Linked DNA regions of Mus musculus: regions 2, 3, 4, 5, 6 and 7 are each linked to region 1. The links are chromatin contacts, called in public ChIA-PET and promoter capture Hi-C maps. All regions are on one chromosome and are shown on one strand. Each heading gives the region's core, a stretch centred on a gene start, on an enhancer-like site or on the middle of the called end of the contact. The rest is flanking DNA. Distances are from core to core; before and after follow the strand shown.

Region 1 (3,976 bases), core at 451-2,950:
CACAGCAATAGAACAGTAACTAAGGAAATGTGTGTGGTTGTTTTACATGCCTGTATGTATGTGCATCACATGCATGCCTACAGATGGTTTGTAAACCACCATGTGGGTGCTAGGAATGAAATAAATCCTGGTTCTCTGCAAGAACAGTGAGCGCTCTTCACCACTGAGCTGTCTCTCTAGCCCGGCACCTAGCTTATGTGATGCTGGAGGCCATGCCTTTATGCATGCTATGAGGTGTTCTGCCAGCTGAACTCCATTCTCAGCCCCATTACTGTTATCACTTTAGCTGGAGACTCTAGAGTCGCTGGCTACAGTCACAGAGCCTCAGGCACTATCCAACCCTGTACTGAGTAACTGCAGAACACTTCAGACTACACCTTACGCACCGCACCGTTAGCTGTGAGGTGGGCAGGACTTCTTGTTTCTCTCCTACAGAAACTGAGGTTCAGGGAGGTGGGGCCTCTTGGCCAAGATCACACGGCTAATCAGTACAACTGGAGCCCCTTCTGTTCTTTCGAACTACTTCTACCTTAAAGAAGAGTTTCTTCTGACTGGGTCTTGCTATGTAGCCCAGGCTGGCCTCCTGCCTCAGCTTCCTGACTACAGATGACTGTCAGCACACCTGTGTCCTTGAGCTTTGCTGACACTGCGCCTCAGCCCCCTACCCTTCTCCAGAGCCACTTGTGGTGTTTCCTCTTCCTCCCAGGATAGCCCAAAGCTTTGGTAAATGGCAATAATGAAAAGAACCAACATCTTTTGGGTTTTTGAAACAGGGTCTCACTATGTAGCCTTGGTCTGGAGCTTACATGTGGACCAGGCTGGCCTTGGTTTCACTGACCCTTCTGCCTCTGCCTCCGTAGTAATGGATTTACAGGTGTGGGCCACCATATCTGACTGTAAGACCCCAACACTAATTAATACCTGCCACTCTGTAGATGCAAATCCAGCTATCCTTGGAGTGACCATCTCCATACGAAGGCAGGTAAGACTGTTATAGACAGGAAACTGGGGCTGAGATTAAATTAACCTGCCCAAGGTCACTCAAATGAGTGACAGCCAGGAGTCACAACAATGGTTCCAGCAAAGGCCTTTCTTCCTCTGCCCTTGCTACCGTGACAACCCACTCCCCTCAAGGGACAGGAATGGACCACAGCCCAGCTGTGTGTGATATCAGACTTCTGTGTGTACTCAGTGGCTTTTAAACTGTGTCAGACGGACTCCCGACTCCCTCTTCTCATGGCCCGAGAGCTCTCTAGAGGGGGAGCACTACTCATTTGCCTCCATAGCCCCAGCACAGAACAGGTGCTCCATAATGCCCAGTTATTTTACTTCTTCCGGGCCTCAATGCCACGAAGCAGAGGACAAGGGTGTCCCCGCTGAAGCCCTAAATCCCTAGAAAGGAGAAATGACCCCCCCAAGGCCTCCCAGAAATCCATTTGGGGTAACGACAGGAGAGGTCCCTCCTGTAGCAGAGAAGGCTCTCAAGCTGGTTGAAGCCGTTCTAAAGCTTTCTCCGGTGCCAGGGAAAGGACCTCGAGGAGGCAGCGGGCGGCTGGGGGAGGGATGAAGGAACGGGATATTTTTGCGTTCTGACATTAAAAGAAGAGTTGATTCGCGTCAGCATCTGTTCGGGGGTTGGAGCTGACAGCATGGGGAGCGGTCCCAGTCTTGCAGCCCTGGAGCGAAGGGCCGGGCCTCCATGAGCTCCGCCCAAAGGGGCGCTACCACCCGGAGGAGGCCGGCGCACGGCCGCTGCTCATTCATTGTCTTGACAGAGCATCCTCGGTGGCCAGCCTGCAGCTCCTCCATCCTTCTCTCCTTCCTCCTCTACTTGGGAGGGGTCACGCTCAGCTCTCCGCAGCAGGTGAGGCTGGGCGCCGGGGGAGGGCTGGTCACAAGGGCCAGGCAACGCTGCCATGGGCCACCTGTGGGGCCAGCGCCAGTGTGGGGGCAGGACTGTGGGACTGTGGGGGCGGGCGAGCTGTCAGAGCCACCAGGCTGGGGACAGAGAGCCGGTTTGTGAGCCCCGCCAGGAGGATCGAGGACGAGGGAGTTCGAAGGGGCAAGTAGGTCCCAGAGTGCTCCAAGGTGAGGGCTAAGGACCATCGTGACCAAGATGGAGGTGGGCTCCTGGGAGCGGCCGTAGCTGGGCTCAGAACCTATGCCCCGGGGAGGGAGCTTCTGAAGGTGGGGGATGCAGGGTGGGGTGAGCCAAGTAGCTGCCCTGAGCTTTGAGACAGGAAGGGGTTGAGTGCAAAACAAGACTAAGTTCCCCTTTCCGTGGTTTCCGGGCTTGGTACCTGGGTGGGGGAGGAGGCCGGGTGGGGCACATCTTCCGCCCCTACCTTGGATTGGGCTTTCCTTCTCCCAAATCCAGACTGCTCACTGGGGTCTTGTGTCCCCTTCCTGTCTTGGAGACTTCACTCAGGCACTTCACCTGCTTTTATTTTTAATAGACCTGGGAGCCTCCTTGGTGATACCGGGGTGTGCGAGGACTGGAGTCCCAGCACGAAGGGGCTGAGTCCCCCATTAAGGCAGAGCAGATGGGTGAGGCTGGGGAGGTGGATAGAGGCTCTGGGCAGGATGCCTTCCACAGCGCAGCCGAGGTTCCTTTACTGAGCAGGAAGGAGGAGGGATTGGGCACAGGATAGAGGCAGCCCCTGGGCTTCACTAGCTGGCTGCCTAGCCACAGTGGGTAACCATCTTAGCGGACCTCAGGGAAGTCAGGGTGGGCCTCTCCTGAGTGTAGTTTAACGGAAGCAGAAATGGCTCAGAAGAACATCTGCTTTTTTTCTGAGCGGAGGTTAGGAGCAGAGGTCTGGGGAGATGCTGGGACCCAAGCCATTGCTGCTTCTTGTAGCCAGAAACCTGGGGAAGCCATCCTGCTACTGCATCCCTTCCTAGGCAAGCTGGCTTGCATCCCTCTGTGTGCCATCCCTGAGCTGGAAGGCCAGGGAGAAGCCCTGCCCTGCCTTTAGGAAGCTCTGTGTGAGGGATGTGGGATCTAGAAGAGTTCGATAGGAGGGAACCTATCTCCAGACTGTCTGGACCACTAGGAAGGAGGCACTGTGTCTTAGTCAAGAACCAGACCCTTGGAGCCACACCATAGCAGGCTGTTGTAGGGGCTGATGGTGCAGGATTGAGGGTGTGGCTTGAAGTGCCTGGGAATTTGACAGAAAAACTGGGGAGGGTAAGCAGGGAGATAAGCAAGCTGTCAGTCATGGTCAGGGTGCCTCAGACGCCATGCTGGAACCCTCAAGGCCAGGCCAAGGGTTGCTCTGGGGATGACAAAGTGCGGCTGGGATTGACCCAAAGAAAAGTTTACAATCTGTATCCTTCAGGATGAGCCGGCAGGTGGTTCGCTCCAGCAAATTCCGCCACGTGTTTGGACAGCCAGCCAAGGCTGACCAGTGCTATGAGGATGTGCGCGTCTCACAAACCACTTGGGACAGTGGCTTCTGCGCTGTCAACCCCAAGTTCATGGCTCTGATCTGTGAGGCCAGTGGGGGAGGGGCCTTCCTGGTGCTACCCCTAGGCAAGGTGAGCTTCCGGAACCTCAATGGTCCTGGGGAGGACTCTGCTGTCCATGGAGACTGTGGGGTCCTCAGTAGCTGACTGTGACCCAGCTTCCCTGGGGTTCTGTGTTGATATCTGTAAAATGGGACAGGGCCATTTGCTACTTAAGCTCTCTGGGGACAAAACAAGGGGGGCAGGTCCCCCAAATCTTGGCTTGGGGTTTTCTGCTAAGGATAAGGCTGCAGGTCTGGCGAGGACTTTGGGGACCCTTCAAGCGTAAGCCCTGGTGGAGACGAGGCAAAACCCTTTTTTTTCCTCCCCTCTGAGCCTGCTGTTCTTCAGCTGAAGTTCACTCCTGGACTCCTCAGGGGGTGAAACAGGAAGGGGAGATAGGCCCCAAGTTTTACCTTAAAAGGGCCGATGGAAGCAGAAGAGAAGAGGAAGTGGTTGTCGGGTTGAA
Region 2 (3,976 bases), core at 840-3,339, 870 kb before region 1:
GACTCAAACCCACTTGAGAGCATTATCCATCCACGGGGTATCTCAAACTTAGTATTTCCAAAATAAAACTCCTGACTAGTTCACTCCATTCCCCAATCTAATCCTTCCTCAAGTCTTCATTTCAGTAAATGGTATTCAGGTGCTCAAATAAAGACCTTAAAAGTCCCCCTGTTTTCCCCTTCCTTATGACCGATATCCCCTCTCCTCTGAAGCCATCACTTGCACCTGCTTGCTTCTCTCCAGCTCTGCAATCGCCACGAGTCCAGGCGTCACCATCACCAGCCCTTCCCTATCTCTACATAAAGGCCAGAAAGAGCTTTTTAAATTTCTAAGTGTTTTAAGTGCCACCACAAGTGTCCTAACACAATTCCCCAACTCACACCAAATGCACAGCAGACTAGAAGGTGGGCTCTGCTTTTACCCTCGTTAACCCAAGCGCAGAGAGTAAGCGCCCTGCTCACAAGCACGCTCCACGTCATGGTACCGCTCTGAAAGCGTCCGCATCATGGCCTAAAGCCCCATTTTCCTCACTTCCTTTCTTGTCTTTCCCCACTCTGTCTATGGTCTAGCCACTGCCTTGAGCCCTGCACTAACTGCCCCCTCTAAATGAGAAGACACCCCCCCCCCCCAGCCTATTCTCACACTTTATGTCTCAGCTCAAGTCCTCGGAGCTGAGAATGTGGCTCTGTAGTAAAGCACTGTCTCTTAGGATGGGGCCCTGAGTTTAATCCCCAGCACCATGAACAACCAAACACCCCTCCCCCAACCCTCCTGTCATTTTCTTAGAAGTCTCCTAAAGCCCCTCCTCTGTGGAGACCCCGTTGATTGAATCCTACTGCCTACTTATTTTTTCCCCTAACGCTCCTTTCGACCTTTATCTTTTTTTCATTATGTAAAGATAGAAACATTTCCAAGACAGAAACTTCCTCAGGGTTCCTGTTCTGTCACTCCCTCACCCGGTGTTCTTGGTGCTTAACACAACATAACCAATACACTATGCTTCTGAAACTAAACCATAAAGCATCTGTGGTGGCGATCACAGTAGCAATCCCTGCTCCCCTCCCCGACAGGGTTTCTCTGTGTAGTCCTGGCTGTCCTTGAACTTCCTCTGTAAACCAGGCTGGTGTCAACTCAACAGAGATTCACCTGCCTCTGCTGGGATCAAAAGCATTCACCACCACCGCCCAGCTCCAAGCATCTTTTCTACAGACCCCTACTTCTCGAACTAGATACCTTTGAAATGCTCACGTGATGGGTATTTTCTACCTTCCCGTTGTCTGGACCACAAACAATTGTTGACAATATAGATGAATAGAGGAAAAAATGCGGGTTAACTCGGAATACTAGCCAAGTCACTAACTGTTTTCCACTGTCCACTTCCTAACTATCCAGTCTTCAGAAGGAAGCCTTATTTCCTGGCTGGGAGCTGACTACACTGGGCCGGTGTATGCTTCAGCTGTGAAGGCTCACCTGCCAATGATGTCCTTAGGGTCGTACTTCTGGTAAAACTCTTTGGCCGCAGCCCAGTCAGGGAGTTCATCCTCCGGCCCCACGTCCAACGTCATTCTGAGGGATGTGGGGGCCTGGGAGGAGGAAACGGAGGGCAGTGAGGGCAAGGAGGCCCACAGGTTCTGAGAGGATGCACATCGTGGCTCCCGGGGGCGCAGCACCTGCGGCTGGGGCGCCAGGGTCCTGGGGGTTGGGGGTGGGGTAGGGGAAGGATCAGGACCGGGGAGACCACAACGAAGGGCCTAGGGGGGAGGGAGGGAAGCAGGGCAGGGAAGAGGATAGGGAAGGGCGGGAGGGGGGAAAGGTGGCTCGGAAGAAGGGGGAAATGGCACAAGTGCGGGCGGCTGTTACCGCGCAAGCGCACTTGGCGTCCACTGGGAGGGGCGCGGGGGTCTCGAGCAGGATGACCCGTGCGAGCGGGGAGGGGGAAGGGAGGGTGGGGGGAGGGGGGTGAGGAGGGAACAGTCTAACCTGCGCAAAGACCCTCAGCTGCTTGGTTTATGTTTGTTCCTTTGCTTTAACCTGTAAGGCTCCCACAGCGACCTAAGGCACCGCCCCCATCATTGCAGCCAATGGCCCCTGCTGTTTGAGAACTAGGGATTAGAAACCCTCCGATTGGAAAATGGCAGTCCAATAGGAAGACGGGATTCCAGGGCGGACAAGGCCGTTGGCGCTAGAAGTCCCCAAAAGGTCTCCACCATGAGGAGGAGCCTGAAAAACAGCCAATCAACATGTAGCACTTGCTTTTCTCTCCTGGTGCTGCTGGTCTGTAAAGAGACACGGAAGTTAGGTTACCGGAAATGTGATGTCTCCGCACTACCTCACCGTGCCCTCGGACAAGGCCCTTTTAGTTTCCTTCTGGAATCCTCATTTATTATAGTAAGAGCCTGTTCCAAAATTCCTTTTTTTGTGGAAACCTGCGTGTAGACAAGTGTGGTCATGCACGCTTAATCCCAGCACTAGGAGGCGAGGCAGGCAGATGGATCTCTTGAGATGGAGGCCAGCATGGTCTACAAAGTGAGTTCCAGGACCGGCAGGGCTGTTTATACAGAGAAACTGTTTTGAGAAACACAACAAAACAAAATGCATATGCAGCTTGGCCGTTTGGTCCTGACTAGAGCTTTCAGGATAGTGTCCATCATCCTGGGGTCACAGACTCCTACCGTCTTGCTCCCAGACCCTCCTGCATTAAGTACACAAGGTTGTTAAGGTCCTGCCTAGAGTAATTCCAAAGCCAGACATATCCTAAAACCAAGGTTCTGGAGTAACAGCAAAGAAAAAAGCAAATCCTCAAGGTTACAGTCCAGCAAAAGAGAAATGATAATTTTTGTTTTTTTAGACGGTGTCTCACTATGTAGCCCTTGTTAGTCAGGGATTCGTTGTGTATCCCAGGCTGGGGTGGAACTCCAAAGATCAGTCAGTTTGAGTGCTGGGATTTAAGGCTCAGGACGCCTAGATTACAGCATGATTTTCTAACAGCTTTTTCTATAAGGAAACCAAGTAATTTAGTGTTTTTGCTTTCTGTCACTGTAGAGCCTTTCCTCATCAAGCTTAACTTTAACAACTTGCAAAAATAGTTTTGAACTTTCCTAAGTAGGTTTGTTGTTGGTACACAGGGGATAATTATTCTGAAATTAGTCAAAATAATGTATTCATATAATTAGGAACCGAAGAGTCTTCCTATGAGAATATGAAATCTGGAACTAGAGGAAGAACTACAGGTAAAATTTGGGCAATGGTGAAAAACAGATTAAAAAATAATTTTATATTTTCCAGTATTGATTTCTAAAAGGACCCCCAAAACAGAAGCTAGTATAAAGTCTAAATGCTGATTTCTCTTGGTTGCAAACAAAGGAACCAGGGATCTTTGGGAAATGACCAAGGACAACAATAATGTGTCAGGAATCACAACCTGAGCCTCCCGATATTCCATTTAACTCACAGACTTTAAGTAGGTGGGGTTTACTGCATGTTCATTATACTTGACTAGAACATATTTTAAAGATGACAGCAGGACTTGGGATAGAGCTTAGCTATTGAATGCTTGCCCAGCAGGAACAAGGCCAAGCAGAACTCCAAGCGCTGAAAAGAGAGAGAGAGAGAGAGAGAGAGAGAGAGAGAGAGAGAGAGATGGGTATAAAAATTGAGAAAGTATATAAATTATTCACCTGATGAATAAAGGAGAAACAGTGATTTTCGGTGATGCAGCTGCTTTTGAGTCACTATGCTCCTATATAAAACCAAATAAACTCAGTGGTTAGTGACTTTCTTTGGCCTTCAGTATGCCCTATCTGGGATGAATAAGTGTTTGTTCACATCTTTCCAGTAAAGTCAAACAAAGCAATTGGCATATGAACAGGAACCCACAAACCCAACAGTTAGCTGGGAGATGCGGTTCCATGTCCCTACTATGGGGACGAGACATACTTCTGAAATGGTCTCAGTATAGCATCTGCAGGGGCAAGGG
Region 3 (3,976 bases), core at 726-3,225, 810 kb before region 1:
GCAAGAGGATCACAACTACTTAAGAGTATTCTCAGCTATACAGATTGAGGCCAGTTAAATTATGTGAGATTGTCTTTAAAAAGAAAAGAAAGAAAAGAAGGAAGAAAAGATAATAGTAGGAGAACTTAAATCCACATTGCCATGTTTCAGAACATTGAAGAAGCCAGGATGGTGGTATAGGTCTTTCTTCTTAGCACTGGGAGGCAGAGACAGAAATCTCTGAGTTCAAGGCCAGCCTGATCTACAAGTCAAATTTTAGAACACAAAGGGTTACAAAGAGAAACTCTGTCTCGAGAAAACAATGACAACAACAAAAAAAAAAAAAAAAGAGAGAGAAAAAAATGAAAACAAAACAAATAAGCAAAACCAAACTAAACAACAACAACAAAAAAAAAAAACATAGAAAAACCTAATACTCTTAGTGCTCTCCCTAGTAGTGCCTGGGTAACACCTTCCCTTATTCAGCCTCAGTTTGGTTGTACTATCACCAAACCCTACATAGAAAACACATGCAGTAATCATTCACAACCTATTCTCTCATCATGTCATACAGTTTCTCCCATTAACATCAGCACACAAAATTTTATCTGAAGGTGAGCTCACCTGTGTGAGCAGAGACCACACCCCCTGTGAGAGTCTGCACTTCCACGGTGCCGTGCTGTACTGAAGGAAATCACACCTAAAACAGGAGAAGCAGCAGCAGTGAGGACACGACCCACATGTGTCAATCCATACTCATCTAAGGTTACGTACACCAGCTTTATTGGACTTTAAAATACATCCGAAGTCACTTCACAGAACAGTAACAGGGAAAGCTCATGCTTCAGAAAGTCATACAGTAAACTAGGCAAGGCTGTAGTAAATTGGGCAAGGCTCAGCCTTGGGGGTGGGGGTGGAGAAATGCTTCAGGGATTTAAGAGTATTCATTGCTCCTGCAGAGGTCCTGGGTTTTGTCCCAAGCACCTATATAGCAGCTCACAATAGCTCCAGCTCCAGTGGCCCAGATTATTCTTCTGGCCTGTCTGGACACCAAGCATGGATGTGGTGTATATACATGTTGTGGCAACAAAGCACAAAGTGTTTTGTACGGAGAATCTCACAGGGTTGTACATTCTGGCTGGGTAAGAGCAGAGAAGAAGACAACAAAACGTTTTAAAAGCTAAAAGTACTTAAAGCTCTGACAGACAACTGAAGGACAGAAACTTCTCATCTAGAAGTTAACAACGCCTCCTGGATGCCTGACAGCTTCCTTGTCTTTTCAATGAGGACTTAACAGAAATGAGGGCGGAGTTCCCCAAAACAAAAAGCAAATAGTTATAAAGTAAAGGAGGGCTATTTGAATACAGAAAGAGCGAGGTGGAACGGCCAAAGAACTTTAAAGAAAACGCTTTTCGTTTTTGGAGACAGGGTTTCTCTGTGTAGCCCTGGCTGTCCTGGAACTCACTTTGTAGACCAGGCTGTCCTCAAACTCAGAAATCTGCCTGCCTCTGCCTCCCAAGTGCTGGGACTAAAGGCGTGCGCCACCAACCGCCCGGCAAGAAAGAGCTTTATAAGCAGACTTAAGTGAGGAAGGCGCCAAGGAGCCCTAACAGCCGGAAACAAGCAGGGTTAATAAAGTATTCAAGATCCGGAAGCATTTGCCTAGTTAATTCCTTATCTAGGTGTTGTGCTGCCTTGATTCACCCTTCAGAAATTCCAAGGATTGGAGGTAATCCAAAACCATGAGGCCCCAACTATGGACTCCAGCCTTCTTTATGACCTCCCAATACCCCCCCACCCCCCCCGCAGTGGACTGACCCAGCATGACCCTTGACCTCTGCCAAGTTTTGACTCCTCAGACGGCGGCCCCGCCCCCTCGCGGTCGCCCACCCCACCCAACGTGCTCGACCGGCTGGGGGAGGCGCCGGCGCGTGCGCGGCCCGGAGGCGGGGTGAGCCGGCGGCGCGCACGGCCAGATTGGGGAGGGGAGGAGGGGGGGATTCCCGCCAGAACCCGATCCCATAGACCGGGTCACAGGACTCAGATGTCCGCGTCCGTCGGCGCCCCCACATCCACAGACCGCAAAGAGCTCGGGAAGGAAGGGTTCGTGCGCCAAGTCTCGGGCTCCTAAATGGCTTATGGTGGGCGCGCGCCCGGACTACTCGTCCCGTGCACCCCTTTCCCTCGTCCGCGCCCCCGAGGGGAGGCAGGTTGGTGGGCGGGCAGAAGCGCACCTGGGTCCGTCCTCTCGAGGGCTGCTCGTTCGCGCACGCGTGCGCAGAAGGGCAGGAGGGGGGCGAGGCGCCGCTCTGACACCAGGTGCCGCTCGGCCCGACGCCCTCCCCCCCACCCCCGGCTCCGGGAGCGCGCGCAGGCAACCTCGCTCGCCAGCCCCGGGGCCCCGCCGGGCGGTGCGCGCGCAGCACCCCGGGAAGGTGGGAAGCGGCGCTCGCAGATGCGCGCGCAGGCACCCGTCAGGGGAGGGGAAAGTGTGGGGCCTCCGCCATCTTGTCTCCCTCTCCTTACCTGCGTCCTCGGGGGCGTGCTCACCACCCCCCCTCCCGCCGAGGAGGGGGGAGGGCCCCCTCTTGGTCGCCGCCTTCACCACTTTAAATTCCCCTAAGGGCCGTAACACGAGCCACCCCGATGCTCCCACCGCTTCCAGTCACGCCGCGAAGAGGTGCTTGGTGAGTTGAAGAAAAAGGAGACGCTACTCCCAGCGACCCCGCCGCCGCCTCCGCTGCTCCCGAGGCCTCACCAAAATGGCCGCCGCCGTCTCGGCCGCCACCGCCACTAGCACCACCACTACCACCACCACCAAGGCTCGTTATCGCTACCGCCAGAGCGGCCCGTCTTCTCGCGATACACAGTAACTGGAGGCTGAAGGGGCGGGTAGGCTCGCGTGCTAGCGTAGGACTGTGCGGCGCAAAGCAAGGTGGGAGTTGTAGTTCGCTCCGAGGCTCCATGCTGGCCCAGCACGCTTCAATAGGTCTGAAACTCGTGCTGCATTGCAGCTGCCCACTGGGACCACCCTTTGGATTTCGGAGTTTTTGTTCTTACATATCACCCAGTGAAATGAAACAAATGAGTAGAAGAGCTTAGACCTACTGATTCCTACAGCAGTTACTTTTTGTTTTTGAAAGGTGAGGTCTAACAATGTAGCCTTGGCTGACATGGACTCGCTATGTAGATCAAGCTAACCTTAAACTTACAAAGTTGCTCCTGCGTCTGCCTGGAATGAACGTATGCACCACCACTACCAGCTGCGGTTGACTTTGTAACACCGGTTTTCCCAAGAACTCTCAAATACAAGTACCATAGGTTTGCAGTCTTTTACATTTAAGAACTATTTTGAGAGGTTGAGAACATAGCTCAGTGATTAAGAATATTGGCTGCTTCCACTTTGAGAGGACATTCTATCTCCACACTAAAGAAGCTCCTAACAGTTATTCCAGTTCCAAGGAATCCGACACCCTCTTCTGGCCTCAGAGAGCAATACACAAACACGGTGCACAGACATACACGCAAGTAAAACTCCCATTCAAGTCAAATAAAAATCCTTAAGGAAAAAAAGGCTGGGTGGTGGTGGCTCATGGCTTTTAATCCCAATAGAGGCTGACGAATCTCTGACTTCAGAGCCATCCTGGTCTATGAAGCTAGCTCTAGGACAACCAAAGCTACAGAGAAAAATTCCTGTGTCTAGGGGGGAAAAAATCTCTTAGAGAATCTGATACTCCCTTCCGATTTTAAGGATGCATTTATTATCTACAACGGTTCCAAGGAAGATTTTGAGCCATTGGTTACATAACAAGACCCTGCCCCAAAACATAACTAATAATTAAGAAAACAGGATAAAAATAAATCAGCGATGGACAGAGGAGAAGCTATTGAGGGGAAATGGAAGTTGAATAGAGACTGGAAGAAAGATTCTTTACAGCTAGGTATGGTAGCATAAATGCACAATCCCAATTTACTGGTTGAGGCCAACCTGTGCTGT
Region 4 (3,976 bases), core at 660-3,159, 770 kb before region 1:
ACACAGAAGACTGCTCAGAGTTCCAGGCCAGCCTGGTCTAAAAGGTGAGACGCTGTCTCAGTAAGACAAAACAAAACCCAGAGAAATAGAGTGACTGGACAGGGTCTTCTGTGTCTCACTGTGTCCTTAGCCACAGAGGTGAAAGAGATTTTCAGCTGGACTCCACGAAAATCCCTAAAAGAGGTGATTTGGTCTAAATTAGGGGTGAGATATTATTAGTCAGGAACTACAGGCGTGAAATGATGTAATCTCTTCTTCTTACCCAGGTTCTAGAGAAATAGAAAAATGGTAAAAGACAGTACCATTTTTCTCATGTCTGCCTTGTGGCCAAAGACACTACCAGCATGCTTCCGAACAAGAGAACAGAGAAGTGACAATTTTGGATTTTTGGGTTTTTTTTTTCTTTCTTTCTTTTTTTGGGTTTTTTTTTTGGGGGGGGGTTGTTTGTTTGTTTTCTGAGACAGGGATTCTCTGTGTAGCTCTGGCTGTCCTGGAACTCACTCTGTAGACCAGGCTGGCCTCGAACTCAGAGATCTGCCTGCCTCTGCCTCCCAAGTGCTGGGATTAAAGGCTTGCACCACCACTGCCCGGCTTTGGTTTCTTTTTTAAAAAGCACGAAAATATCATGTTTTTGTTTTACTCCCAGGTGTGGGATATGGGACTGCTTTAGATTGTCCATAGCAACTTACTAAGATTTGCCTCCAGCAGGGGCATAATTTTGCCAGCTACAGACAGGTTCTGCAATTGTATGACTTTTGGAATTCTGGGGACTTTTCATGTTAAGGCCCCCAAGGAATGGGTTGGTTATTGATTGGATGTTTGTTATTATTCACAAGAAGAAAGTAGATATCCTGATGGCGAAGATCAAACCTGCCCCAAGGAACTCGACACCCCTAATCAGCAGAAAGTAGCCTACCATCGCCCCATTCCCTCCCTTGCCTTTATTCGGAGATCTCTTTCCTCTCTATTCTTTTTCTTTCTTAACTAGTGTTAGGGGGTTGGGAGGATGGAAGAACCCACCAAGTAGCAAAGGATAGCGATAACAGGGCAGTCAGAAGAGTTTTTCATACTTAGTAGGATGTGGTTGGGTGAGTGGGTGACTGGACAGGCACATGAATTACCCAAAACCATATGGTCTTGCATTATGGAGGCTGCTTTGAAGGCTGGCTTAGTGGAACTGGTCTGACTTTAGTACTAAGCCAGGGCGGGGATGGAGGATAGGGAAGAGGGAGTGGTCTTTCACTTAAAGGGCTCACCCTGTTTGTAGTCATGACATCTTCCAACACCACGGCAAGGACCCTCCGAGAGGCCTTTTCTAGGGATGAAGGGGTCCCCAAAGGCTGCAGCCTCGGTCTTTTCGGGCTCCTGGCTTCCCATGATGCTCGAGATAGAGGCTGACGGCACAGGCTTGGCTGTGTAAAAGGGCTGGAGGGTGAAAGTAGAAGACAGTTGCCTGAACCTGTTGTTGCCTCTGTTGTAGTCGGGTGCAGCCGTCAGCATCCCCGTCTCCCGAGCTCAAGTCAGGCGGGCGGGGTACGCTCTCACCTGGAGTTCCCAGGCAAGTCCATGGGGGAAGCGGCGGTTCCGGGGAGTCCCTGGGGTATCCCAGGCTGAGGCCTGGGGTAAATTGGGGAGCGGGGGAGTGGGGAATGAGGGCCAGTTCCTCCCCCGGGACTCCGCCCTTCATAGTCCGCCTGCGGCTCCCGGTAGGGCACAGGCCCTTCCTCCAAAGGGCGCCCCCGGCCGGCCTCTCGGAGCCGGGTCTTCCCGCTGCAGCCGCCTTGATCACTCGGGCCCTGCCTGGCACCTGCCGCGAGACTGGATTGCGGAGGTTACAGCTCTCCCACCGCTCGAGCCTCCTGGGACCTTTGTCCCTGTTAGATGCCTCCCTGAGGTTCTCTGGGATCCGGTGGGATCCCGGTCCCGAGAGGCTTCCGTTTCCGCTAGATTCCTCTGTGGTCCTCGCCCCACCAAGCAAGAGCTCCAAAAGAATTACTCCACTTAGTAACAGCCCTCCCTCCTACCAGATCGCCTAAATTGGATCTCTGTGGAAAGAATCCTACTGCGCGGTTCTTCCAATCAGAAGCCGCGCAACTTGCCTCCTCCCACTGAGAGCTTCAGCTTAACGAAGTTCCCCTTGGGGGAGGCCTAAACTCATCACTGAACTCAGTCCGGATTCTGGGTTATAAACTGTCAAACCAACCGGTAGACCATTCACTCCAATCCCAGAAGGTCCAGCCCACCGGTAACATCCCACCCCAAGCCCCCGCCCTACTTGGATCCCCGCCCCGCGTTCTCGGGCGCCCCGGACCAGTTGGCTCAAACGTTTTCTTCTCCCCCCGCCTCCCGGCCCTCTCTCCAGCCCGGTCCCCCCCACTCCCACCCCTCCCCTACGCCTCTCACCGCAGCTTTCCAAGGATCCGGGTTTCAAACAGCTCCCACCTCCGGCTTCTTTAAAGCCTGCCTTATGCAGCGCTGTCCAACCGTCAGAGGCCTTCTTCTGTGTGTCTTAAGCACCGCCCAATTGCCGGTTCCGGTCTTCCGGGGTTAGGAGAAACTGCGTGAAATCTCCTGCCCGCCATAATACGTAGGGGCAAAGAAGCTCAATTGTGCCTGCACCGCCATTTTAATTGAGGGCAGTCTGATTTTAGCACTAGTCGACCGAAAAGCGTCATTTTTCAAAGGCTGGTCAGCGACCAACTACTATATCACGTTTCTTGTTATATTTGGACAAGTGTAGGAAAGCTAAAGTTTCTCCACCTAACGTAATTTTTCTTGTTCTTAACGCCGGTGAATATCGATTAAATGTTAAGGATTTGGGAATTTCCCATTTTCTTAGGTTTAAGTTCCTTAGGATTGAAGTTCCGGAAGTCGGGACGGCGGGACGGAAAACCTGAAGATCCCAAGTTAAAGAGTAGGCCTGATGTGGCCTCTAGCTTCCAATTCAGTTTCTGGAGAGACCAGGAACAGCCTAAGTGGGGAGAAGGCTGGGTGCGGTGAGCTTCATTCACTAGCATTTCTCTCTCTCCTCCCCCCCCCCCCTCCTTTCTTCCTAGGTAGTGTCTGCAGGCCACTCAGAAGGCGACTAATATAACCAACCTGGGGTTGCTTGGTGGAGCCGGTTCATTGTCCTTCCTGTTCTGGGCTGGCAGAAGTAACTCTTGGAAGAGGAGCCTGTCCTCTGCAGGGTGTCAGGTAGTCTTTTGGAATAAGAGATAAGCAGTCGATCCTAATGCTGGAGAGCCTGCTCCAAAGGACCTTTTGTTAGGAGCTGGACTACTGGTGGGGAAGAAGTGGTCATTTACTGGCATCTTGCACTATGAATGCGCCTTTACCACCTAACCAAAGCTCCTAACTCCCCAAGAATTAGCTGTTCTGTGTCTCAGTGTGTGTGTTGGTATGTGGAGGTCAGAAACCATTGTTAGGTGTCTTCCTCAATTGATCTTTTTGTTTTTGTTTGGTTTTGGAGACAGGGTTTCTCTGTGTAGCCCTGGCTGTCCTGGAACTAACTCTGTAGACCAGGCTGGCCTCAAACTCAGAAATCCACCTGCCTCTGCCTCCCAAGTGCTGGGACCAAAGGCATGCACCACCACTGCCTAGCTTGATTGATCTTTTTAAAGAAAAAAAAAATTACTTTTAAAAAAAGTATGTTTTTCAGATCTTTGTGAGCGTGAGGCCAGCCTGGTCTACAGACTTAGTTCCAGAATAACCAAGGCTGTTAAACTGATAAACCATGACTGGAAAAACAAAACAAAACAAAACAAAAAAAACAAACAAGCAAAACAACAAATATGTATGTTTATTGCCAAGTGGTGGTGGGACAAACCTTTTACCCCAGCACTCAGGAAACAGAGACAGGTGGATCTCTGAGTTCAAAGCCATCCTAGTCTACATAGTTCTAGGACAGCATAGGCTACACAAACCCAGTCTGGAAAACCAGACAAAGAAAGAGGTATGTTTACTTGTGTGTTGTATT
Region 5 (3,976 bases), core at 929-3,428, 740 kb before region 1:
TGTAAGCCAAATAAACCTTTTCCTCTCCAACTTGCTTTTTGGTCATGGTGTTTCATCATAGCAATAGAAACTTTAAGACACCTAGTTTGCATAATGTCCTGGGTTTCATCCCAGCACCAAATAAAACTGGGTATGCTGTGCATACTTATAATTGAGCATGCAGGAGTTAAGAGGTAGGAGGACCAGAAGCTCTTGGTCATCCTTAGCTACATAGTGTTGAGGCTAGCCTGGACAACATGAGGCCCTATCTGAAAAAGAAGAGGAGGCAATTATTGTTTTCATTAATAAGTAGTTTTTCTACTTCTCTCTAGGACTGATATTGCTTGTCCTAGTCTGGGTTTATGGTGAAGTGATCCCTTAGGCAGTCTGTGAAATCAAAGTGTGTTAACATTTAAGGTTGCATTTCTGGGTGCTGGCAGTCACTGAGCATGAACCATGGACTGAATCTTTTAAAAAATATTTACTTCATGAATATGGGTGTTTTGTGTGACTGTATATCTGTGTACCACATGTGTACCTGCTGCTGCTGGAAGACACAGTGGCAGATTTCTTGGAATACAGTTACAGATGATTGTTAGCCACCATGTGAGTGCTAGAAACAGAATCTGGGTCCTCTGTAAGAACAAGTGCTCTTTTTTCTTATTTATTTATTTTATGTAAGTACACTGTAGCTGTTTTCAGACACACCAGAAGAGGGCATCTGATCTCATCACAGATGGTTGTGAGCCACCATATGGTTGCTGGGATTTGAACTCAGGACCTTTGGAAGAGCAATCAGTGCTCATAACTGCTGAGTCATCTCTCCAGCCCCAGAACAAGTGCTCTTAACCACTGAGCCACTTCTCCAGCTGGGGAGAAATTAGTCTTAAAGCGTTTTGCCCAACATAAGAGTTGCTAGAGCCACAAAGAAGACATTCCATGTTTGGATTTCATTCCTATGTCTAGTAACAGATTTTGAGGAAGCTGATCCAGATTTGTGGGGGTTTTATTGTTCATTTGTTTTTTGAGGCAGGCTGGTTTTGAGATAGCCCCGGATAGCCTGGAACTCACTTTGTAGACCAGGATGTCCTCAAACTCAAGAGATCTACCTGCCTTTTCCTCCCAAGTGCTGGGAATTAATGGTGCGTGCCACTGCACCCGGCTGTCTTATGATTTTTGTTGTAGTTCTCTATGGAGGGGGGAGTCCAGGACTCTAGACATAAAGTTTCAGACACCATCTACTCGAATAGTCCAGGTGCTTGGCTGGCTCTCAGCAGCGAAGGCACAGCCTCTCTGTGTGGCCTCTAGATGTGCGAATCCTATTTACCCTCTGTGCAGTCTTCCTTACCTGATAATTATTCAGAAAGGAGCAATAGGTTCGGCTTCATACCCAGTCCTGGGTATCTATTTTAAAAATACTTTTATAGAACTTTGGGCCCCATGCATGCTAGGCAAATGCCTGCCACTGGGCTATACACTCTTCATTTAAAAACAGGGTCTATGTTGCCCATGCACTCCTGACACACGTTGACACAGCTGCACTATTTCGGAAAGCAACGGTACAGGGGTGATTTCCCTGCTTCATTATAAATGAAAGGATCAACTAGCCATCTGTCTTTTGTTCCCCCTGGTAGCCTAAATGTGCATTCCACTGTACAAAGAAAGGGTAAGCCCAAAGCTATTGGTCTCACCTCTAAACAAGCGAACTTCCTTGGTACTCAGGTAGGCCATTCACTTCTATAGACTACTTAGGAGCTGCCCAAGGTACAAGACCAGTCAACTTACCATTCTAGTCATTCAATTTTACCAGACGCGCCTTTTGTGCACCAGATCCTTACCACCGCTCCCTTCTCATCTAGTACTTTTCAGAATTCCTGGCTGTGACACCTTTATGATCGTAGGATGTAGCTGTTCAAAAATCCATGTTGTCACTGTGTGACTTTCCCTTTGGAAGACCTGTAGAAACGTCTTCTCCAAGTAGGGCAAACAAGCGTTGGAGAACACAAGAAAAGCCTCCCATTCATAAGACTTCTCACAACCGGCTTAGAGACACAGGATCCACCTTCTTGCCCTTAAGAATCCGTTGGCTTCATTCAAATGGGCCGCCTTCATTGATGACCAATCAGAACGCCCGATCTTCAGCTACCAACCAATAAACGAATGCAATAGATAGGAGGAAAGTAGGCAAGAAGCCATCTCGCAGCGCCATTACACTTTAGGGCAAGGAGGTTAAGAAGTCGGCATGGCGTTCGGGTCAATAAAATCGATAGCTGGAACCTGCCTGTGTTCTAGGCAGCGGTGGTGCAGGAGCAGCGCCGCCATCTTCCCCGAAGGCATCTTCCGGTGCCTCTCACCCAAGTTCCAGCGGGAGTTCCCTGAATAACGGTCTGTGTCGGGCCGCCCGGCCCCTCAGGCAGCCGATTCAGATTTCCTCCGGGCCTTCCCGACGGAGCTTCTAGGTCTCCGGGTCCCCGTGGCAAGGCCGGGGAGCAGGTCCGATGGCGCCACCTTCGGCTCCGCTTCTCCTGCGGGCAGTCGGAGAGGCTGGACCTACTCGGAAAAGGGGCAGGAGGCCAAGGGCCTTGAAGTTCGTGGACGTGGCCGTGTACTTCTCCTCGGAGGAGTGGGGGTGTCTGCAGCCCGCTCAGAGGACTCTGTACCGGGATGTGATGCGCGAGACCTACGGCCTCCTGGGCGCGCTCGGTGAGGCCCGGCCCAATCTGCTTACGCGGGGCCTAAGGGATGATGGAGCTTGAGGGCGGGGTAGAGTGGGGGCAGGGAGCCTAGGGTCCTGACCTGCGATCGGCTTGTTAGGGGTTGGCGTTTATTTTTTAGCATCCTTTCTTCGGGCCAGCTCTCTGACTGGTTCTCCTTCCCCAGGATGCGCAGGTCCCAAACCAGCTCTCATCTCCTGGTTGGAACGAAATACCGATGACTGGGAACCAGCAGCCCTAGATCCGCAGGAGTACCGGAGATGGGTAACATTCCAGAGAAGTGAGTGAAAAATACCCACGAAAACCATACTGCCTTCCTGAGTAATGCCCTAAACTGTCGACCCAATCTAAATTTGTCGTCTGATGAGAGTTAACCAGGTTGCTTGTACTGTGGGCATACGAACTACAAACGGTACTTCATTGACATAAGTGAATTACTGAGCTTTGAAAAAGATAACTACTGCTTTCCAGGATCCGGGACTTAGCTTCCATTGAACTTCTCCAATTCCCATCGGTCCTGGGAAGACTAGAAAGAGTCCTTAACCACTGAGACATCTCTCTCTAGCCCCTGGTTCACTCTTGACTTTAAAAAAGAAAAAGCCCCATTGATTGGAATGTTCATCTAGGCTTGTGAACTACTGGATGAAATACAGTCCAAGGTTTTTTTGTTTTTTTTTTTTACAACTCTCTCAAAGTGCTCCTAGACCAACAGCTGCATATTTGGGAGTTGTCTTGGTCAGAGGTTTCTATGCTGTGATAAACACCATGAACAAAAGTGGCTTGGGGAGAAGAGGGTTTATTTCATTGATATTTTCATGTAAACATCCATCATCAAAGCAGGGCAGGGCAGGAACATCAAGGCAGGAACTGAAGCAGAAAGCCACAAGGAAGGCTGCCTCCTGCTTGCTCTCCTACTTTCTTACACACTCAGGAACATCTGCCTAGGGATAGCACCACCCACAGTGGGCTGGGCCCTCCCATGTCAACCTTAATCAATCACTAATTAAGAAAATGTACCACGCTGGGCATGGTGGCACACACCTTTAATCCCAGCACTCAGGAGGCAGAGGCAGGTGGATTTCTGAGTTCAAGGCCAGCCTGGTCTACAAAGTGAGTTCCAGGACAGCCAGGGCTATACAGAGAAACCCTGTCTCGAAAAACCAAAAAAAAAAAGAAAAGGATGTACCACAGGCCAATCTGGTGAGGACATTTTTCTCCGTTGAGGTTCCCTCTTCCCAAATCACTCTAGCTTGGATCAGGTTGGCATAAAACAAGTCAGCACA
Region 6 (3,976 bases), core at 742-3,241, 720 kb before region 1:
GAGATTGAGTGGAGTGAAGGTAAATTGGGCTAGCAGAGTGAGAAGACAGTTGGTGACAGATGAGCCAGGAGAAGCTGTGTGAAGTCACATAGAGAAGATATTGTAAGGAGACAGAAGAACCCATAAAGAACTCACACAAAGCAATGAATAAAGAGAACAAAGAAAAAACCCATCTATATCTATAGATAGATATAGATATGCTACATATATGCTAAAACTCAATTTATTTATTTTTTTCTAAAAAATGGGGTTAAATTAATATATTTTCTTTCTGACCCAGCCTCATTCTGTAACCCAGACTGGCCTACAACTCTTCCCACCTGGGTCTTCTGAGTGCTGGGCTTACACAAGCCCTCCACTGCTGGCTCCACCTACATATTAATAAACTTGGCAAAAAATTACAATGCAATTTAAAACTTTCTCTCATTCCAGTTCCAACCTCAAAATCCGTCAAAGCTGTGGCTGACCCCTCCTTCTCCCTCCACCCTACGGCTGCTGTAAAATGATCCGACAGGAGCTGTCAAAATGGTGGCTCATGTCAGAAAGGCCACACCTCTCTACCTTCTCAGCCTGCAGCCTTCATGGAAGCTGTCCACGGTGGCACATCTCTTTTCCCATCTCAGCAGGAGTTGTCCCACAGGAGCGGTGGGTGACACCTTTCCTGCCTCAGCCTACAGCCTTGGTGAATTGAACACCACTGCAGGAGCTGTCCACCCCCTCTCTAGCCTCCCCACACAGCTCCACAGAGATGCTACCTCAATCAAAGCCATCTGTAGCCATGGGCCCAATGCAGGAAAAGGGGGTGGTGGAAAAAAGCCACCAATCCCTGAGTAGGAAAAACAACAACAACAACAACAACAACAAAACCCCACTTCTCTCTGAGCATGAAAACCCACCAACACTTGAACAGGGAAAAACAAAACAAAACAAAACAAAACAAAAAAAAACACCAAGCCCTGAGCTCCCCAAGATCAGGATTTGAAATCCCACCAATCTTTACTCTCTGCCCTGAAAAGCTCTACCCCCTAAGAAGTCCTATATAAGGTCTGCCCTCTGTTCACTTCCCTATTGTCTGCTCCAAGGAGCAGAGGGCAGCTTTCTCTGGATTCATCCCTCCACACATTGGACCCTCCAGCTTGTGGTTCCTGAGCCCCCATGTCTCAGAATACCCTTCCCTTAGGAGACTGTCCCACCTCTGGGCTGTGTGGTTCCTGGGCTTCCACGTCCCAGAATATGCTTTCATCCGAGCAGAAACACACTAAGCACACCCCTTAGCCTGTAACTTAAATATACAGACTAAGCGAGCAGAACCACCGGTTCAAGTATTCTGTCAACTTCTCTGAAGACACGAACTGAGTTTCTGAAATGCAATACTCAGGCTTTGCCAGGTTCTAGAGGCTAACCATCAGATTCCAGTTACATCAGCAGGACGCACACTGGGAGACTGGGGAGACACTATCTCAGGCACCAGGGATGCCCAGGTCCTCAGAACAGTTTCAGATGTCCCGCCATTCCGAAGCCAATTGCAACACTGCTGCTCCTTGCCGTTACAGCCAATCATCAGCCGTTGTAATTGCGCACAGAGGTCCATGAGGCAGCAGGTAGCGGGTATTTTTTGAAGGTCTCTCTTTCCTACACATAGAAACGAACACCAACATTCCTGAAGCGGTCATTGTATTTAAGGGCAAATGGGGCGCCGCGGGCAGTGGAAGTCCGAAGTTTGTTAAGCTGCAGAAAGGGCACCTCAGTGCCGTCAATGACAACTGAAGCTAGGCGGTCTCCATGTTTTCTGAAGACATCTTTCGGTTCCCTTCACACCTTCGTGTCTTTGTGTGAGCAGCTGTGGAGTAAACACTATTGCTCTGCATTCCCTTGCGGCCAGTAAGGCTGCCGCGTTCGTTCCGCACGCGTTGCTAGCAACTGTGACCAAGGGGCGTGCCAAGGGCGTGGTTTCCCGCGGTTGCGGAGGCCGGAAGCGGAAGGCTAGGGCAGCCAAGCCGCTGCCTGGGCAGGATCCCCGATGGCGCCACCCCCGGCCTCACTGCTGGTTCCGATGCCTGGGGAGATCTGGCCCGGTTTCAGGAAGCCTGAGCTTGTGAGCTTCGCGGACGTGGCCGTGTACTTCTCCCCGCAGGAGTGGGGGTGTCTGCGGCCCGCGCAGAGAACCCTGTATCGGGAGGTGATGCGCGAGACCTACGGCCTCCTGGGCGCGCTCGGTGAGGCCCCGAGTCAGAGCCCCGCCCCCATCCTCCTGGGGGTTCACCGGGGAGTTGCAGTAGACCGATCAAGTGGATTATGAGCCCTCATCCCGCACTTTTCCACCAGCAGCATCAGTCACCTTCCATTCTCAGGGCTTCCTCGGGAGTCTCCATTCAGGCAAGAGCATCGCAAACCCTGTCCAGGTTAATGTGTGCATAAGTTCCGAGGAGGTGCCCTCACCCTAGTGGGATGCTATCTGCCCCGGCCAGCCTCTCAGGCCAGCACTGTGACCCCTGTTCTCTCTCAGGGTTCCCGGGCCCCAAACCAGCCCTCATCTCTTGGATGGAACAGGGGAGTGAGGCTTGGAGCCCCGCCGCCCAGGATCCTGAGGAGGGGGAAAGCCTGGGAGGAGCTCCGAGAGGTGAGGGATTGTCCCAAGTCCTCCTGAAACCTTGTTTGTCCGGGGGTTTCTTCTCTAGTAAACCTTTCTTTCAGATTCCCCATTCCAGCATCCCTACAGATTAGAGCCTACATGTTCAGATACTAAAGAAAAGAAAGCCTATCTACTCCAGAGTTTTGGAAATTCAGGAGAGCTGTCCTATTAAAAACAGTAGGGGGGCTGGAGAGATGGCCCATGAGTCAAGAGCACCTACTGTTCTTCCTAAGTACCAGCGTTCAATTCCCAGCACCCACACGGCAGCTTACAGCTGTCTGTAACTCCAGTTCCAGGGGACCTGACACCCTCACACAGAACCAAATGTAGGCAAAACACCAATGTATATAAAAACAAATAAATACATCTTAAAAAAAAAAACAGAGTAGGAGAATCTAGAACTCAAAGAATGTTTATGTTTCCAGATGTTTGTTAAAATAACACTCATTTCCCCTTTTTAAAACTAACTAAGGCTGGTCATTGTGGCACACACCTTTAATCTCAGTACCCCGGGGGGACAGAGGCAGGGGGATTTGAGGCCAATTGAGACAACATACTGTGAGACCTTGTCTCAGCTCACCACCCCTACCCTCCAAAAATCCCTAAAATGCCCCTAAAAATAGAACTTGTCTGCCTATCATAGTTCTTGAACAAGGCAAAGTGGTACACAAGAAAAGTGTCTGCCTGGATAATGACAGCTTGGCTCGTCTCCCATCTCTACCCTGAGTGGAAGAACCCTGAAGCAAATATGGTGCCTCATCTATCAAAGAACCGCTGCACCAAAACCAACTACAAAATACACCAGTAAATACTGTTTATTGAGCATTTACTAAGTGACCAATAAGCATGTATGTATTTAATCCAACAATCCTGGAAGTCAGGGGACCGTTACTTTTTCCCATTTGACACAGGAGGAAGGGGATTTTAACTGACTTTCAACAACTCCGTGTTAGCCACCGGGCTATGCTTTGGTGCTGCCTGGGTAACAGCTAGAGTGGTCAGTGCAGACGTGTTAGGTTTTACTGAAACTTTTTTCCTAAGATTTATCTTTATTATTTTTCATTCTGTGTCAGTGTATGGGTCTCCATAAGTGCAGCTGCCCAGGGAGACCGGAGTCATGAGCGTCCCTGATGCTGAAGTTACAGTGGTTGTAAGCTGCCCCATGTGGGTTTGGGGAAGTAAACTCAGGCCCTGTGGAAGGACAGCAAGTGCTCCTAACCACTGAGCCATCCCAGCCCCGGGTTTGTTTTATTTTTGTTGTGTTGATTGTTTTCATTTTTAAGACAGGTAGCTCTGGCTGGCCTGGAACTCAGCATTTAGACCGGGTTGTCTCCAAACCCACAG
Region 7 (3,976 bases), core at 452-2,951, 690 kb before region 1:
GGGAAGTCATACCTGCTCCATCTTTAAGTTTAGTACAGTGAGCAGAAACCTGATCTTGACCCAATGTATTTGCACCAAGACATAGAAGAAAGGCAGGGAAAATTATGGGTGCATGACAAAGGAAGATAGCCCCTTGTCCTGAAGTCTGGCTGAAGCGCCTCCCCAGTGAGAAAGAAAGAAATTTAGCAAATTAACATTTGCTGTGAATGATGCTGAGTACAGATAAGATTCCTTTCTTTTTTTTCTTTCTTTTTTCCTTTTTTTTTTTTTTTTTTGTTTGTTTTTTCGAGACAGGCTTTCTAGGTAGCCCTAGCTGTCCTGGAACTCATTCTGTAGACCAGGCTGGCCTCAAACTCTGAAATCCGCCTGCCTCTGCCTCCCAAGTGCTGGGATTAAAGGCGTGTGCCACCACTGCCCAGCCAAGATTCCTTTCATAGGTAGGTATTTTATATTAAAATAGCAATGAACCAGACTGAAAACCTGGATGTATATGACCGTGAGTAGGGCCTCATTCCTCTCTTGGATATTTCATGGGAATCTCACAATCTTCCCAGAAACTTTAATTCCTTCCTGGAAGTGAAGGGGAAAAAAAATCCAGATGGGCAGATGTAGAGTTTTAGAAGATTAGGTCGTGAATGTTCCGAGTGTCCTGGCTGATCAAAGACCAGCTCTATGATCTCAGACATGTGTCAAGGACAGTATTTCTCAACTACTTTGAGATGTGTAGACCAAGCTGGTGGAAACAACCTCTGAGACTGCTATACTTTCTAGCTTATTAATATTCTTCCTGCCACAGGCTTTCTGGGGCTCCACAATACACTGACCAGAAGAAAAACACCAAACACCTGTTAATTCCTGAGTCCAGCCATTGCTGGACCTCCATCTTGCTGACAGGGTTCAGGATCCCAGGCTGGAACTAACAACTATCCTGTGACTTTAGGTGTTTCATGTTTGTTATCCAGTAAAGGCTGTAAAGAGGGATGTTGCTGTTATTTGCTGTCTAAACTAAGGCACACAAGTCATAAATGTGCAGATTGCCCACTCCATTGTTCCCTTATCATTCTAAATTCCAGACCAGTCCAGGATGCGACCTGGCTGCAAAAGCTAAATCAAGGAACCTGAAACAAAGTGACGCTGATGAGGTCCAGTCACCAAAGTTAACTTCCTTGCTTAACCCATTGTGTGAAAGACTGACTAACGCAACAGTGCACCCAAGTCCCCCTTGCTTTGTGTTTTCATCCTATGAAAACGTTATATAAGCTCTGTTCCGGGATGCTGTTCAGCTCCCAAATTGGCCACTACATACGCGTGCACAGAAATAAAGCTTTCATTTTTAAACTTCTATCTCTGAAATGAGTTTTCTCAGATTCTACCCCAACCCAAAATTCACAGACTGCTTCCACCTAGCTTAACTTGAGAGTGGTGTGAACACACAGAATCTGTACCATTCCTCAACTGCACGATACTCGCGGTCCTGGAGTCCCCGCCCACATAGGCACGTCCACTTCAGTCTTGGTCTTAGATTGGCACTTGTAGACACTTTGGCCATTTTGGATGAGGGCTAGAAAACAATGACCCAGGAAATCCGGTGACGTAACCTTGGGCGGGACCCCAGGGATCAAGGTTCTTGTTACTCCCCGCCCCGCCCCGCCCCGCCCCGCCCCCACACGTTTATGCACAAATACTGCTACCATTTCTATGAGTTCATCACCACGTCTTGCATCTGTACCTGCTTCTAGGAATCTTCAATTTTCACCTACATTAGGGTGCTCACGGACCTGATATATGTCCTTTCTCAGCCCTGGTACCCCACCGCGGCAACCTAGGATCTGGCAGGCGATCCAGGGGACGCCAGGCAGATCACGGAACAGTGCGGGGAGTCCCCATGGCGCCGCGGATGGCCCCGGAAAGGGCCTCCGCTTGGCCTGCATTCCTTAAGCCTGGGACTGTGAGCTTCGCGGACGTGGCCGTGTACTTCTCCCCGGAGGAGTGGAGGTGTCTGCGGCCGGCGCAGAGAACCCTGTACCGAGAGGTGATGCGCGAGACCTATGGTCTCCTGGCCTCTCTGGGTGAGAACCTTCCTGGCCGCCTGGGTTCGCGTAGCCCTTGACACTGTGGGTCATGCGGTGGATCGGAGTTCCCTGGGTACGGGTGGTCGTAACAAGTGGGTCGACCTGACTCGTGGGGTTTGCTATCTTTCCCTCCAGAAGTCGGGGGCGACAAACCAGCGCTCATCTGCTGGGTGGAGGAAGAGTCCGAAGTGTGGGGACCCGGTGCCCAGGAGCCAGAGGTGGCCATGTGCAGGACAGAAGTCCACTCAGGTGAAGGACTGGGTACTTGCCTGGGGAAACTTCTGTGTTGCCAGCCTGTGTGGTGTCTTCTAGTGACTGCACTTACTGCCTGGCAGTTTCTTCCCTGTTTTTCTGTTTCTTGGCCAAAGCCATGATGGCTGGCCCCTGGATTCATCTGAAAAGGGTTCTGTCCAGTGCTCTCACCTCATATCTACAGGGTCACTAGGCTGTATAGGTTGTAGCCCCTCGTTCCCACTCCTCTGCTGCCATCTCTGTGACTGCGTTCTGGAGTCTCCTTCAGTTCTTGCTGTCCACCTCTGACAAGTGCTTAGCTCACTGCACTTGGGAATGGGGACCACACAGACACCTTTCTTTATGCTGCATCTGGACATCTGTGCACCACGCATGCTCAGATGCTGTGGCCTCTCCCCTCCTGTGCCCTGTTTCCATGTGGGGCTGTGGGAATCGAGGGGCAGTAGAGTCAGAGTCTGAGCTTTGTCATGGTCTCCCAGCAGATTGCAGGCACGAGAAGGAAGGGAAGAGACCAAGGGAAGAGACCAAGGCAACCAAGAAGATACTTTCTCCAGAAGCTGGGCCTATGGAGCCACGCCCCTCCTTTGCTTCCCCTTCTTGCAACTTGGAGCTGCTTTTCAAGAACTCTCAGCAGGGGCACCCCACTGTTGCGGTGCACAACCCTATCCTAAAAGCAGACCAGCGTCATGGGTGCCATGTGTGTGGGAAGAGTTTTGCCCACCAGTCCAAACTGGTGGAGCACCTGTACACTCACACAGGTGAAAAGCCATTTCAGTGCCCAGACTGCGACAAGTATTTCGGCCGGGCTTCTTCCCTGAGCATGCATCGAGCCATACACCGAGGGGAACGGCCGCATCAGTGTCCTGACTGTGGGAAGAGTTTTACCCAGCGGTCCACATTGGTGGCGCACATGTACACTCACACAGGCGAAAAGCCGTTCCATTGCCCTGACTGCAACAAATCTTTCAGCCGGCCTTCTTCCCTGAGCTCTCACCGGGCCATACACAGAGGGGAACGGCCTCATTGTTGCTCTGACTGTGGCCGAGCTTTCACGCATCGCTCTGGCCTCATTGCCCATCTCCGTGTCCACACTGGGGAGAAGCCTTACTGTTGTGCTGATTGTGGACGCTGCTTCAGCCAGAGCTCTGGGCTCCGTGAGCACCAGCGGGTGGTACACAGCGGTGTGACCCCCTTCACTTGCACTCACTGCGGCAGAGCCTTTGCCCGGGCCGCATATCTTCAGTGTCACATGCGCACCCACACGGGTGAAAAGCCTTATTCATGCCCTGACTGTGGACGCTGCTTTCGACAGAGCTCTGACATGGCAGCCCACAGGCGGACCCACAGTGGTGAACGACCCTACCCCTGCCCTCAGTGTGGCAGACGCTTTCCCACGAAGTCAGCTGTGACAAAGCACCAGTGGGTCCATAGACCAGGAGCTAAAGGCCATAAGGACAAAAAATTCAGTCAGTTATCTATATCCCTAGACCCTAGCCAAGAGGACCCGGATCCACCTGTGGGCTTCCAACATTATCCAGAGATATTCCAGGAGTGTGGGGGATGGTCTTAAAGGCACCAACATAGAGGGTGAAATATGTACATTGTTTGAGGCCCAGAGGGTTGAACCTATGGCATCTTCCTGAAGTCACAGA

Evidence for each region. Promoter capture Hi-C pulls out the DNA fragments that hold promoters and counts their contacts. ChIA-PET counts read pairs in DNA pulled down with a chosen protein or histone mark. Capture Hi-C pulls out chosen DNA fragments and counts their contacts.
Region 2: a promoter capture Hi-C map of liver shows a contact between it and region 1, with 3 times the contacts expected there. The contact joins the promoter of Phkg2 here to the promoter of Coro1a in region 1. A contact is called at or near these places in 3 of 39 promoter capture datasets (liver and pre-B cells), 3 of 115 datasets of contacts at active chromatin or transcription factors (double positive thymocytes, embryonic forebrain and memory CD8 T cells) and 1 of 9 other capture datasets (liver).
Region 3: a contact with region 1 is called in a promoter capture Hi-C map of neutrophils, with 4 times the contacts expected there. The contact joins the promoter of 1700008J07Rik here to the promoter of Coro1a in region 1. A contact is called at or near these places in 3 of 39 promoter capture datasets (liver, neutrophils and pre-B cells), 1 of 115 datasets of contacts at active chromatin or transcription factors (large pre-B cells) and 2 of 9 other capture datasets (liver and pancreatic islet).
Region 4: an RNA polymerase II ChIA-PET map of memory CD8 T cells shows a contact between it and region 1, with 126 read pairs. The contact joins the promoter of Prr14 here to the promoter of Coro1a in region 1. A contact is called at or near these places in 3 of 39 promoter capture datasets (liver, neutrophils and pre-B cells), 3 of 484 Hi-C or Micro-C datasets (CD4 T cells and CD8 T cells), 5 of 115 datasets of contacts at active chromatin or transcription factors (bone marrow-derived dendritic cells, memory CD8 T cells, pancreatic cancer cells and 2 more) and 2 of 9 other capture datasets (adipose tissue and liver).
Region 5: a promoter capture Hi-C map of liver shows a contact between it and region 1, with 2.8 times the contacts expected there. The contact joins the promoter of Zfp689 here to the promoter of Coro1a in region 1. A contact is called at or near these places in 6 of 39 promoter capture datasets (the C10 cell line, hippocampal neurons, liver and 2 more), 1 of 115 datasets of contacts at active chromatin or transcription factors (pancreatic cancer cells) and 1 of 9 other capture datasets (liver).
Region 6: a contact with region 1 is called in an RNA polymerase II ChIA-PET map of memory CD8 T cells, with 9 read pairs. The contact joins the promoter of Zfp688 here to the promoter of Coro1a in region 1. A contact is called at or near these places in 2 of 115 datasets of contacts at active chromatin or transcription factors (large pre-B cells and memory CD8 T cells).
Region 7: a promoter capture Hi-C map of pre-B cells shows a contact between it and region 1, with 2.7 times the contacts expected there. The contact joins the promoter of E430018J23Rik here to the promoter of Coro1a in region 1. A contact is called at or near these places in 5 of 39 promoter capture datasets (fetal liver, liver, neutrophils and 1 more), 1 of 115 datasets of contacts at active chromatin or transcription factors (memory CD8 T cells) and 1 of 9 other capture datasets (liver).

The regions. Positions count from the first base shown.
Region 1 is chr7:126,702,540-126,706,515 of GRCm38.p6, reverse strand. Coro1a (coronin, actin binding protein 1A) reads left to right here and starts at 1,700. Exons shown (of 11, transcript NM_009898.3): 1 at 1,700-1,864; 2 at 3,342-3,540. The coding sequence starts at 3,343.
Region 2 is chr7:127,571,461-127,575,436 of GRCm38.p6, reverse strand. It overlaps Phkg2 (phosphorylase kinase, gamma 2 (testis)), which reads right to left and starts at 2,089. Exons shown (of 10, transcript NM_026888.3): 1 at 1,981-2,089; 2 at 1,471-1,583. The coding sequence starts at 1,565.
Region 3 is chr7:127,510,868-127,514,843 of GRCm38.p6, reverse strand. 1700008J07Rik (RIKEN cDNA 1700008J07 gene) reads left to right here and starts at 1,975. Exons shown (of 1, transcript NR_024331.1): 1 at 1,975-3,976. Srcap (Snf2-related CREBBP activator protein) reads right to left here and starts at 2,861. Exons shown (of 34, transcript NM_001304266.1): 1 at 2,506-2,861; 2 at 604-679.
Region 4 is chr7:127,469,547-127,473,522 of GRCm38.p6, reverse strand. Prr14 (proline rich 14) reads right to left here and starts at 1,909. Exons shown (of 11, transcript NM_145589.2): 1 at 1,546-1,909; 2 at 1,257-1,425. The coding sequence starts at 1,568.
Region 5 is chr7:127,447,360-127,451,335 of GRCm38.p6, reverse strand. It overlaps Zfp689 (zinc finger protein 689), which reads left to right and starts at 2,178. Exons shown (of 3, transcript NM_175163.3): 1 at 2,178-2,682; 2 at 2,860-2,973. The coding sequence starts at 2,478. It overlaps B130055M24Rik (a long non-coding RNA gene), which reads right to left and starts at 2,946. Exons shown (of 2, transcript XR_869949.3): 1 at 1,765-2,946.
Region 6 is chr7:127,420,049-127,424,024 of GRCm38.p6, reverse strand. It overlaps Zfp688 (zinc finger protein 688), which reads left to right and starts at 1,991. Exons shown (of 3, transcript NM_026999.4): 1 at 1,991-2,216; 2 at 2,507-2,620. The coding sequence starts at 2,021.
Region 7 is chr7:127,391,346-127,395,321 of GRCm38.p6, reverse strand. It overlaps E430018J23Rik (RIKEN cDNA E430018J23 gene), which reads left to right and starts at 1,701. Exons shown (of 3, transcript NM_198011.2): 1 at 1,701-2,069; 2 at 2,208-2,321; 3 at 2,807-3,976. The coding sequence starts at 1,886. The coding sequence ends at 3,894. It also overlaps a transcript of Zfp764 not described here.